Regions from separate parts of the Mus musculus genome. Here region 1 is linked to region 2. Evidence: chromatin contacts called from public HiChIP or PLAC-seq data. All regions are on one chromosome and are shown on one strand. The core of a region is the stretch at or near the end of the contact, and the rest is flanking DNA. Distances in the headings are between cores, read along the strand shown. Region 1 has its middle 28 kb from the start of Gm8439. Region 2 holds the start of Exo5 (exonuclease 5).

Region 1 (5,521 bases), core at 792-3,291, 310 kb before region 2:
TACTTAGCAGGTCTCCTGTCATGTGAGCTCGGCTAGGCAATAGGTTCACTTTGCCTCTCTCTACCTAGAGCAGGCCCATCCCAGCATCCCCCCCCCATGGTTTCTGGTTCTCCTACAGTTCCAGGAATAGATAATAATATACTGTAGGTTCAAAGCATGTACACAAACATCACTGTGCATCCTTGTCAGGGCAGGCCCAAGAGAGGGGACTTATCACTCCATTACACAGTTGATGCCATGATAACACAGAGAGGGCAAGCAATGTGAGCAGAGATGCACAGCAGACCCAGCACTGTACTCTCTCTAAGGGGTTGGGGTTCCTAAGTCCCTCTACCCACCTGCCGCCTGTGATCAAGCAGCCCAACACCTGGTGGCAGAGCTAGTAGAGATCAAGGCCTTGGGTGCCCACTAGCCTGGGAGCTAGGGCTTGCCAGGCGTGGAGAACCATCTGGATGACCTCTAGCACACTGCTTCACCCGTCTTAGACTCACAATGGCATCCTCAGGGTGTCAGCAGAAAGATGAGAGACGGTTTCAGTTTGCTGGATGATAGAGCAGCTGCTGTTGGCTGTTATTGCCGTTGACATACCGAACTAAACCCAAAAGAAAAAGTTTAAAACTGACTGGTGCAAGAGAGCCCAGAGCAAAGGCCTTTGTGACACTTCTCACTCTGAGACGTCATTCCCACCCACGACATTCATCAGGGAAACAGCGGTAGTTACAGTGCACAACTCTGATGAGCACTGGGCCTTGGTTCTTTCTGCTTGATGACTCCTGGCTCTCCTTCTGGAGCCCCGTGGCAGGAACCCATCGTGAAAGGGGAAGGCAGTGTCTACTCTTGCATGGCCTTGTCCCAAGCTGGCTGCCATGGCTGTGCTCTTTTACTCTGGTACGACACAGGCAGGAAGGAACAGAAGGCGAAATGTCTGCTTTGATAATGTGTAAAAGCGGAGTGTCCCATAGAAGAGAAGGTGGAGAAGATTGGGGTCAGGCCGGGGCATCTGAGGACCAGAGTCTCATGCCTAAAGAAGGAGGTGACTCCAGGTCATTAAGATTGGGCGGGCAAGCTGGGGGCATAGCTCATTTGGTAATTACTTTAACACGCATGAAACCCTGGATTTAGTCCCCAGCATTGAATAACCTGGGCATGATGGGGCATACCCCCCTTCTCTCTCTCTCTCTCTCTCTCTGTGTGTGTGTGTGTGTGTGTGTGTGTGTGTGAACAATTAAAGAAAAAAGAGGACATTAATTTTAGAACAAGAGGGAAGGGTTGAAGGGGGGAAATGATATAATTTCTTATTTAAAAAAAATGTTAACAGAGCTAGGCTCCAGGGTCATACAATTTCTACTCCAATTCCATCCCCACGACTCTTTAGACATGAAGTCACTCAGAATACCCATCTGTAAAAGTGGCCATAAGCCAGACCTTATGGAAGGGCACTGAAGATGAATCAGGTTGCCTCTGCCTGGCTCCACAGCTGGTACTAAGCAAGTCGCTGAGAAATCTGAACCTGAACCCTCTAAGTGGCGAAGTCCACCACCAGAGATAGCATCTTAGCGTTTGGAAGGAGGGAGACAAGGTCAGTAAATAAGGAAGGCTGCAGTGTGATCCTGGATAGGCCAGGGAGAGATGGATACCCTTGGAAAGGGCTTCACCGAGCTGGGGGCGGGGGCTGGGGGCGGAGCCTGGAGGTGGCAAGCACACAGAACACTTAGGCTAGGAGGCTCCTGTCACTCAGCAGAGAAGGCAAACTTCATTGTGCCCTTTGTTCCCTGCTTCGGTTCTCAGTTCCTTCTGTCACAGCGCCACCTCACACAGTGTCCCCTCCCTGATCCCTACATATATCATACTACCCACTCCCTGAGCTGAGGGATTTTCCTTACAGCACCCCGCACACTCTGTTATGACGTTCCTTAGTCTGTTGTGGAGTTGCCTGGTTTCCTGAAGCAGATCTAGCCCCTTGAGCAATGATGGTACACAGCGCATGCTTGGTGAGTAGGGGTGAAGCAGGTGGGTGGCTGAACAGTGGAGTGTCAAGGCCAGCGGGAGGAGCATGTGAGAGATGGTTTATGCCCAAATTAGGGAGTGCTGCGAAGGCCTGCTAAGGAGCTTGAGTGCCAGAGAACCAACAGCCAGTGAGGTGGTTCAGAGCATAAAAGGGCTTTCTGGGAAGTTTGATGACCTAAATTTGGTCACCAGAACTGACATGAAGGCAGAAGGAAAGAGCTGACTAAATAAAAAGGTCTCCGACTTCTACGCGCAGGCACACACAGACCCCCTAAAATAAAATTAAAAAAAAAAAATTTAAACTCTGAAAACCCAGGCATGGTGCTTGTGCCCTATAACCCCAGCTTTTCAGAAGGCTGAGGAGGTGGGCATGGCTGGAGCCCAGGCTTTCCAGGCCAGCCTGGGCTACACAGTGAGAGAGCAAGTGGGGGTTGGGAGGTGAGAAAGAGACCAGGTTAGCTTTTAAAGTCTAAGTGGACTTTGTTCTCCTAGACTGCCCTGAATGGAGTTCCAGGCTGGTCACAGGGCTGTGGACAAGGATAAACGGCGTTCAGTACCACATGAGCTTCTGTCCAGATATAACCTGGTGGAGCAGCAGGCTTTCAAGATGGGGGGGGGGGGTAAACACACAGCCTGGGGCTCCACTGTCCAACAGAAGGGTGCCAGGCCTGAACAATGACAGGCGAGAAAAGGACACAAGCCACAGGGAGGGGGGCGGCGGGGGAGGGGAGACATTCTGCCCTTGGCTTCTCTTTTGGATCCCTAGGAAAGGCTCTCCTCTCTCGGCCTGGCTGCCTCTATCCTGAACACCTGTCCTGTGGGCACGGACACTAGAGGAAGAGGTGTGGAGCTCAACAAAGGAGCATTCTCCTAGCCAGGACGGGAATCAATGGAAGCTTGTTTGCCTTGCTTCCTGGGGCGCAGCCAGGCATGCTGGGGTGGGGACCTGGGCAGCAGGTGGGAACACAGAGTCCTGGGCTAGGCGAGCCTTGAAGCATTGTTTTGGCTCCAGGGGAGCTACACCTGTGTCCCTGAGCACCCAAGCAGGTGGCTGCAGGCTGCTTGAGAAAAACCAGCCATGCCGCCATTCTCCCTCTCTGGTTCAGGGCCTTCCTCAGAGCCCTGTGCATGACAGGAGAACATTGTTTCCAAACTTGCCACTAGCAGAGGTATAAAATGCCACATTGTCACTCCAAAATCTTTCTTTGTTTTTGAGAAAGTTTCTTTGTATAGCCTTGGCTGTCCTGGAACTTTGCTCTGTAGATCAGGTTGGCCTTGAACTCAGAGATCCCTCTGCCTCCCAAGTGCTGGGATTAAAGGTGTGTGCTAGCACTGCCAGGCCCAATCTCTGACTTTTAAAAGGCATGTGCTCAGGAGAGAGGGATCAGTGGTTAAGAGCTGGTGAAGCGCCGGGCGGTGGCACACGCCTTTAATCCCAGCACTCTGGAGGCAGAGGCAGGCGAATTTCTGAGTTCGAGGCCAGCCTGGTCTACAAAGTGAGTTCCAGGACAGTCAGGGCTACGCAGAGAAACCCTGTCTTGAAAACAAAAACAACAAAAAAACCCCAAAAAACAAACAAACAAAAAAAGAGCTGGTGAGGCTCTTCCGGAGTACAGGAGCTCAGCTCCCAGCACTCACGCTGACTGATTCACAACTTTCTGTAACCCTAGCTCCATGATATCCAGCATCCTTTTCTGCCCTCTGCAGGCACCTGAGCCTGAGCCTGTGAGTACACACATGCAGGAAAGGGTGGGGTGTGTGTGCGTGTTTAAATAATAAAGAATAATGGGAACCTTCAGAGACTCTGGGACTTGGGAATGAGGATTTGTCTACAGTTGCTTGTGGATGGCCACTGGGCCTACCTTACCATCAAGCATAGCTTTGAAGAAAGAGCCCTGGGTGCAGCAGATGAACACCCAAGCCTGAGTTCCAACCTGAACTGAAGTTCTATTTCCTCATCTGAAACCAGGGGAACTGAACCCTCACTGCAGACAGGAATCTGGTCACAGTGTGTGTGTGTGTGTGTGTGTGTGTGTGTCTGTGTGTGTGTGTGTGTGTGTGTGTCTGTGTATGCACACGTATTCTCGAGTATGAGAATCTGCATGCAGACAGCTTGTTTTCTATACATGCCTGGGATATAAGAAAGATGTTTTCCATCACCTACTGTGCAGAGAGGGTGAGCACCTTGCCCCATGGGCAAGGCTGATGTGTGTCAGGGCAGGACCACATGTATATGGCCACAGGGAGAGGCCAGCAGCTAGGGAAGGGGGTCTTACCTTCATCTCCTTGGCGAGCCACCTATGCCAGCCCAGCTCCTGTTGCTCTCCCTGCTTCCTTGCCCTAACCTGTGCTCAATCTGAGACCTGGAAGGACTGCAGAGACACAGCAAAGCTTACTCTGCCATGAACTTCCTGTGCTGGATGCACGAGGAGCCTGCACACACGGGATCCCAGCAACCACTTTACAGATCAGGAAACCGAGGCTCAAAGACACGGGTGGGCTTGCAGACTCCGTCTAACTAGAATGTGACTGAGCCCCAAGTCCCTCGTGGATCTGAGACTCCGCAGTCAACGAACAGTAGTCCTCTCTCCAACACCCCAGTCTCAGCTGCCGCTAATCCTCTGAGGGCATAGGTCCCACACCTCTAGGGAGAGAGGACGGCTCATCTCTAGGGCAGCTTGTGTTAGCTCTTTTTCTGAACTAGAGCCAAAATTGGCCCCTTGGAAGTAGATGTGGGTGTTTGATGGCCAGTCAGGGGAGTTAGAAGAAAACACTGTAGCCCCAGTTATCAGGTCTACAAAGAGTACAAGGAGGGGCTGAAAAGGTCCTTGCCTGAGCCTCTGCTTGCTGCAGTCATCTTTCTTAGGTGACCTTCTCTCCTGCCTTTCCTGATGGAGTGGTCCAAGGAGCGGCTGGACTGCCTGTGCCGTTGGATCTTACTGTAATCCATACCCACCCTACCCAACAGGCCCTGGTGGGCTGGCAATGCATGCCCAGTCACCCTCCCACGGCAACAATTTCCTATCTACTGTCCAAAATTCTAGGCCTGTGGTTCTCACCCTGTGGGTCACACCCCCTTTGGAATGGTAGGGTCAAACAAATTCTATCACAGAGGTCACGGATCAGGTATCCTGCATACCAGATATTTACATTTTAGTTCATAACAGTAGCAAAATCACAGTTACGAAGTAGCAAGGAAAATAATTTTATGGATGGGACAGCACAGCATGAGGAACCACAGCACTGGGAAGGCTGAGAACCACTGCTCCAGGCTATATGCTTATATATGTATGGCCTCCCTTGCCTCCTGATTCACTGTGAACACAGCAGCTAACAGAGCACTTCCATGGTAGTGCACTGAATGAAGCCTCAGGTCCACACCCATCTCCATTAATTTTCTTCCTTGTACCTGGGGTTGAGCCATCTGAACAGCAGCAAAGTGCAGCCCCCACCCCTCAGAAATCTAACCAGAAAACCCCTCACTCCAGAGTCTTCCTCTTCCCCTCTTCCATGG
Region 2 (5,548 bases), core at 1,206-3,705:
AACAGCCGATTCTTTGGCTTCTTCCAGATCCAGAAATTCAACTAACTCTGAGTCACTCAAGTCTGAAAACCCTGAGGCTTCTGCTGATGCTGTCTCCTCTTCCCCAGTCTCAGCCATGGTACAGCCCTAGATTGAACAAATAGGGACCTGTAGAACATGCCAAATATTGTCAGACTTGTAAATTCCTGAGATAAAGAAGAATCATATATTGGCTGACTGGTTGGTTCATTCATTCATTTCAGTACTGAGAACTGAATCCAGGGCCTTATGTGTGCTAGGCAAGTGCTCTCTACTTCTTAGCCCTAAGAAGTCAATTTATTTATAACCAATTAGTAGTGTCAATGAGTTACACACAGGTACACCTTATAAAAGGAGTCTTTGTGTTGTTTATCACCCAGTCATCCGAGTTGATTCTTTTTTTCACTTCTAGAGGGAGAACACTGGTCATTGCACACACTAATTAAGTGGTGTGCTGCTGTAGCCCAGCAGAGTTTTTTGGGGGGTGGGAGGAGTTCAAGACAGGGTTTCTCTGTGTAGCCCTGGCTGTCCTGGAACTCACTCTAAACCAGGCTGGCCTCAAACTCAGAAATCCTCCTGCCTCTGCCTCCCAAGTGCTGCCACTAAAATATTATGGGTGAAAAAGGTCTATTAGCACAACTGAGAATACAAAAATTAGTACACTGAGACAGACAAGGGCTTCACATTCATGTAAAAGAAGACAACAGTTCACACTGATGTAAAATTTAGACGCAAATGCACAGCCTAGACACTTTTATGCTGCTAAATACAGAAGTTCAGAAAGGATGACATAATGAACTTTACCTGCTGCCTGGACTAGCGTTTTTGGATATACCATAGATTAATTGTAAAGCTGCTATATCATCCATCAAAAGCCTCATTTTATGACTTTCTTTTTAGACTTCTGACGTGTGTGTGTGTGTGTGTGTGTGTGTGTGTGTGTGTGTGTGTGTGAGAGAGAGAGAGAGAGAGAGAGAGAGAGAGAGAGAGAGAGAGACAGGTTTTGTGTGTGTAGCTCTGGCTGTCCTAGAACTTATTCTCAAGCTGCTGAGATTAAAGGCTATACCACCACTGCCTGGCAGACTTTTGACTTCTTTTTTTTTTTATTTTTTTTTTTTATTTTTAAAGATTTATTTATTTATTTATTATATATAAGTACACTGTAGCTGTCTTCAGACACACCAGAAGAGGGCATCAGATCTCATTACAGATGGTTGTGAGCCACCATGTGGTTGCTGGGATTTGAACTCCGGACCTCTAAAAGAGCAGTCAGTGCTCTTAACCTCTGAGCCATCTCTCCAGCCCCCTTGACTTCTTAAAGATATAGAAATATCTACTAATATTCATATTAAATATTTTATATATGAATATATGTTTTAAAAGTTTTAAAACAGATAAAGCTGAAAATTATTAGGTGAAAAATTAAATGAGATAGATGTTCAGAAAATACCAGATCGGCATCAAGAGTCTAGGGATCCTGAAGATACAGATTTTGAATCTAATCTTGAAACGTCCAGTAGAATTTGCTGGTATGCTATTTGTTTGTTTGTTTCTTTCTTTCTTTATTTTCTGGTTTTTCGAGACAGGGTTTCTCTGTGTAGCCCTGGCTGTCCTGGAACTCACTCTAGACCAGGCTGGCCTCGAACTCAGAAATCCGCCTGCCTCTGCCTCCTGAGTGCTGGGATTAAAGGCGTGCACCACCACGCCCGGTTCTGCTATTTGTTTCTTGAATAATCTTGGGCACATTTCAAAAATTCTCTGATGAGACTGGCACATCTTTAAAATGTATACTGGTAAGCTAATCCTTCAATGCCCACAGAGCTAAAACAGTACAGATATTAACTAACACACAATAAATGTGGCTTTCCTTCCAAAGGCATTGATGGGTCTACTATGTATCTATTTGCTCTGAAAAGTTCAGGAGAGAGGCAACTCGTACTCACCTGGGCCTTAGTTGATTTCCCTCCTCACAGGGAAGAGCATGTATTAAAACGAGGGGAGATGGGGAGGCACCTTGCTATGATGGAATGTGGACTTCTGTTCTCTTCACCTGACCACTCCTTCACATTATGGTGTTTCCACTTGAGTCACACTGCTAGGGCAGCTGCGTGTCATAAATCCTCCTAACACTGGCCTCTCCAAGGGTAAGGTCTCCAGGCGGTAAGTTCTGCTCTCCAGGTTCCCAGCCGCAGCCTGAGGTCGGAGGCCCTGCCTTGCTGATGGCTTCCGGCTGCCTGCTGCTGCCTTCATCCTCTGCGTCCTGACTCGTTACAGGCCTTCCACGCAGGCAGGCGTGTGCTTTCCACTCAGCCCCCAGCCCCAGTCCCCCTGGTGTGCCCAAGCGCAAAGACTCAATCGCGGGCCCAAAATGCACAGAACAAAAACCCGAATGAGGGGCGTGCCTGAAAGGGGCAGCCCCTTAGCTCTTCACCCCTGTCCCAGAATTCCCGGCGGCGGTTGGAGGCCCGCCCCTTTTCATGTCACACCCCTCCCCACCCACCAGGCCCCTGGTTCTCGCGACACTGGGGCTGAGTGGGCGTCTGCAGTCCGCTGTATTTCCTTATCCACCAGTGCCTAGTGCAGGCTGTTACCGTCTCGTTCTCTTACGCCCGCCCGGTGAGAGGACGGTCATGGTGGTCGTCTCGCTGTCCCCAGTGCAGCTGGCCTCTGACACCCTTGGAGCCCGAATCCGGATCTTAGCACCTGACATCAGCTTTCCCAGCTTAGTGAACAATCATGAACTCAAGCTTCAAAGACGCTGGCAGTTGTCAGTGTCTTATTTTATTTTATTTATTTCTTATCCTTTTTATTGGCCTCCAATTTGGGTTACTCCTGCCTCTGCTTTTTCGGTGCTGGAATTACAAGCCATTGTGCCCTTATGCCCAGATTCTTTTTAAAGATTAAAAAAAATGTTTTGTTTTTTCCTTTATGTGTATGAATGTTTTCCCTGCATGCATGTCTGTGGTTCATATCTTCTTGGTGCCCTCGGGAGCCAGAAGAGGGCCTCAGAGTTACAGAAGGGTTGAGTCACATGGGCACAGAGAAACAAACTAAGGTCCTCTGTAAGAGCAGCTAGTGCTCTTAACCTCTGAGCCTTTGAAAAATACTTCCCAGCATCTATGGTGACCCACACCAAAAATCTCAGCGCTGGGACTCTAGACTTGAGTCTAAAGTCCAGAAGGATAAAGCCTAGCTGTTAGGTTCATTTAGTTAATTCAGTCACCAGTTTAAGGGGTTCACCAGAATCAGGGTTTTATAAAGTGTATTGTATCAGGGGGAGGATGAACAGATTCCAAACAAGGAACTTGCGTAGGAAAAAAAAAAAAAAAAAAAAGAGGAAATTTCCAAATGTGGAGTAAAACCCATGAAATACTATCTTCAATCACAGTGGGAGCAAAGATAAAAGAGAAGCACTTGTGCCCCTCCCTTTGGCAGTATGGAAGCAGTAGAACCCCCCCCCCCACCCCCCCACCCCCCCCCCCCCCCCCGCCACCCACCATTCAGAGGAGAACTTACCTCCCAGGAAGAGACTTCATAGGATCCTTACAGCTTGTCAGACCACTCTGCAGAAGACACAAGCTGAGACAACTGTGGACAGGACTGTTCCTTGATCTGCTTAGTTGTACATCCCTCTTGCTTTGTTTAAACCTAAACCACATGTCAGAACCCCAAAGACAGTCTTGGAAATCATTAGGCCTCTGTGTTTGTTCCTCTTTCCAAAGTGACCTCATCGAATAAATCCCCTTTCTTTCATTAAGGGCATATTGAAGATGAGTGGCTGAGTCTAGTCTCTTAATCCTACTAGAACCTAGTGTTAGGCCCTAAGAGAATCCAGTAATAAGAATGGATATTTGGGGACCATAACATCTTTATGACAAAACCAAAGTATATTTGGGTAGAAATAGTACCAATGGGTCTGCACTTAAGACAATTATTGTCTGAGGGTTTCCATTGCTGTGAAGAGACACCATGACAACTCTTATAAAGGACATTTAATTGAAGCTGGCTTATAGGTTCAGAGTTTCAGTCCATTATCATCATGGTGAGAAATATGGCAGCATCCAGGCAGGCATGGCACTGGAGGAGCTGAGAGTTCTACATCTTGATCTGAAGGCATCTAGGAAAGAGGGTCTAAAAGCCTTACCCCCACAGTGACACCCTTCAACAAGGCCACACCTCCTAATGCCACTCCCTGGGCCAAGCATATTCAAACCACCACAATGATCTTTATCTTCACTTAATCATAAACAACAGAAGGATTTTAAGCAATGTAGTTGGGTGTGTGTTTTAGAATGTCATTGTAGCTACAAATGGATAGAGATGAGTACAGATTTGCTAGAGCAGCGGCTCTCACCTGGAAGGTGAGACAAGGTTAGGAATAATACTGTGATCCTTTAATGCAGCTCTTCATGTTCTGCCGACCCTCAACCACAAGATTATTTCCGTTGCTAATTCATAACTGTAATTTTGCTGCTGTTATGAGTCGTAATGTAAATATCTGATATGGGACCCCTAAAAGGGTTGCTGTTAGGCTAGAATCCCTGCTCTTCCACGGCACAAGCAGGGAAACCTCATCTGCCCTCTTCCCCCAACCCCACCTGTACTGGCTAGTTTTGTGTCAACTTGACACAGCTGGAGTTATCACAGAGAAAGGAGCTTCAGTTGAGGAGATGCCTCCATGAGACTCAACTGTAAGGCATTTTCTCAATTAGTGATCAAGGGGGAAAGACCCCTTGTGGGTGGGACCATCTCTGGGCTGGTAGTCTTGGGTTCTATAAGAGAGCAGGCTGAGTAAGCCAGGGGAGGCAAGCCAGTAAAGAACATCCCTCCATGACCTCTGCATCAGCTCCTGCTCCCTGACCTGCTTGAGTTCCAGTCCTGACTTCCTTTGGTGATGAACAGCAGCATGGAAGTGTAAGCCGAATAAACCCTTTCCTCCCCAACTTGCTTCTTGGTCATGATGTTTGTGCAGGAATAGAAACCCTGACTAAGACAAATTGGTACCAGGAGTGGGGTATTCCTGTGACAACCTGACCATGTTTTGGGAAGGACTGTGGAAGGTCTTTGGAACTTTGGGCTAGAAGATCCATTCGGTGTTAAGAGCTCTGTCAGATGTTTTGTAGGAGCTTGGAAGATAATGTTGAGAACAGTGCAGAAGATGGAGGCCTGGCTTGTGAAATTTCAGAGGGAAAATTAAAGACTCTTTTCAGGACCATTGCTGTTTTGATTGTGAAGATTCTGTAGTTCTGGTTAGCTGGGGCTGAAGAATCAGCTGTGATTAACAAGATACCTGAACTACTAAAGCAAAAACTTTGCATTACTGGGACTATTGATGCTGGTTAGCTGGAGCTAAGAAATTAGCGGTGATTAAGAAGAGACCAGCATCATTGTGGTGGCATCTTCTGAGAAGTGTAATCTTCTGAGAAGTGTAAGCCGAATAAACCCTTTCCTCCCCAACTTGCTTCTTGGTCATGACGTTTGTGCAGGAATAGAAACCCTGACTAAGACACCACCCATCTGCTTGGAGAAA

The links. HiChIP or PLAC-seq counts read pairs in DNA pulled down with a chosen protein or histone mark.
Region 1: an H3K27ac HiChIP or PLAC-seq map of cardiomyocytes shows a contact between it and region 2, with 5 times the contacts expected there. The contact joins the enhancer-like site here to the promoter of Exo5 in region 2. A contact is called at or near these places in 2 of 39 promoter capture datasets (cranial neural crest and embryonic stem cells), 2 of 115 datasets of contacts at active chromatin or transcription factors (acute myeloid leukemia and cardiomyocytes) and 1 of 9 other capture datasets (embryonic stem cells).

What each region holds. Positions count from the first base shown.
Region 1 is chr4:120,613,955-120,619,475 of GRCm38.p6, forward strand. No RefSeq gene overlaps it. Among named protein-coding and RNA genes, the nearest start is that of Gm8439, 28 kb to the left of the region's middle. Within about 2 kb of position 2,042, at least 99 of the 459 cell types and tissues checked have an H3K27ac peak or open chromatin away from gene starts, as enhancers often do. A contact at or near this core is called in cardiomyocytes and embryonic stem cells, where this site is marked.
Region 2 is chr4:120,922,550-120,928,097 of GRCm38.p6, forward strand. Exo5 (exonuclease 5) reads right to left here and starts at 2,456. Exons shown (of 2, transcript NM_028457.2): 1 at 1,962-2,456; 2 at 1-147. The coding sequence starts at 117.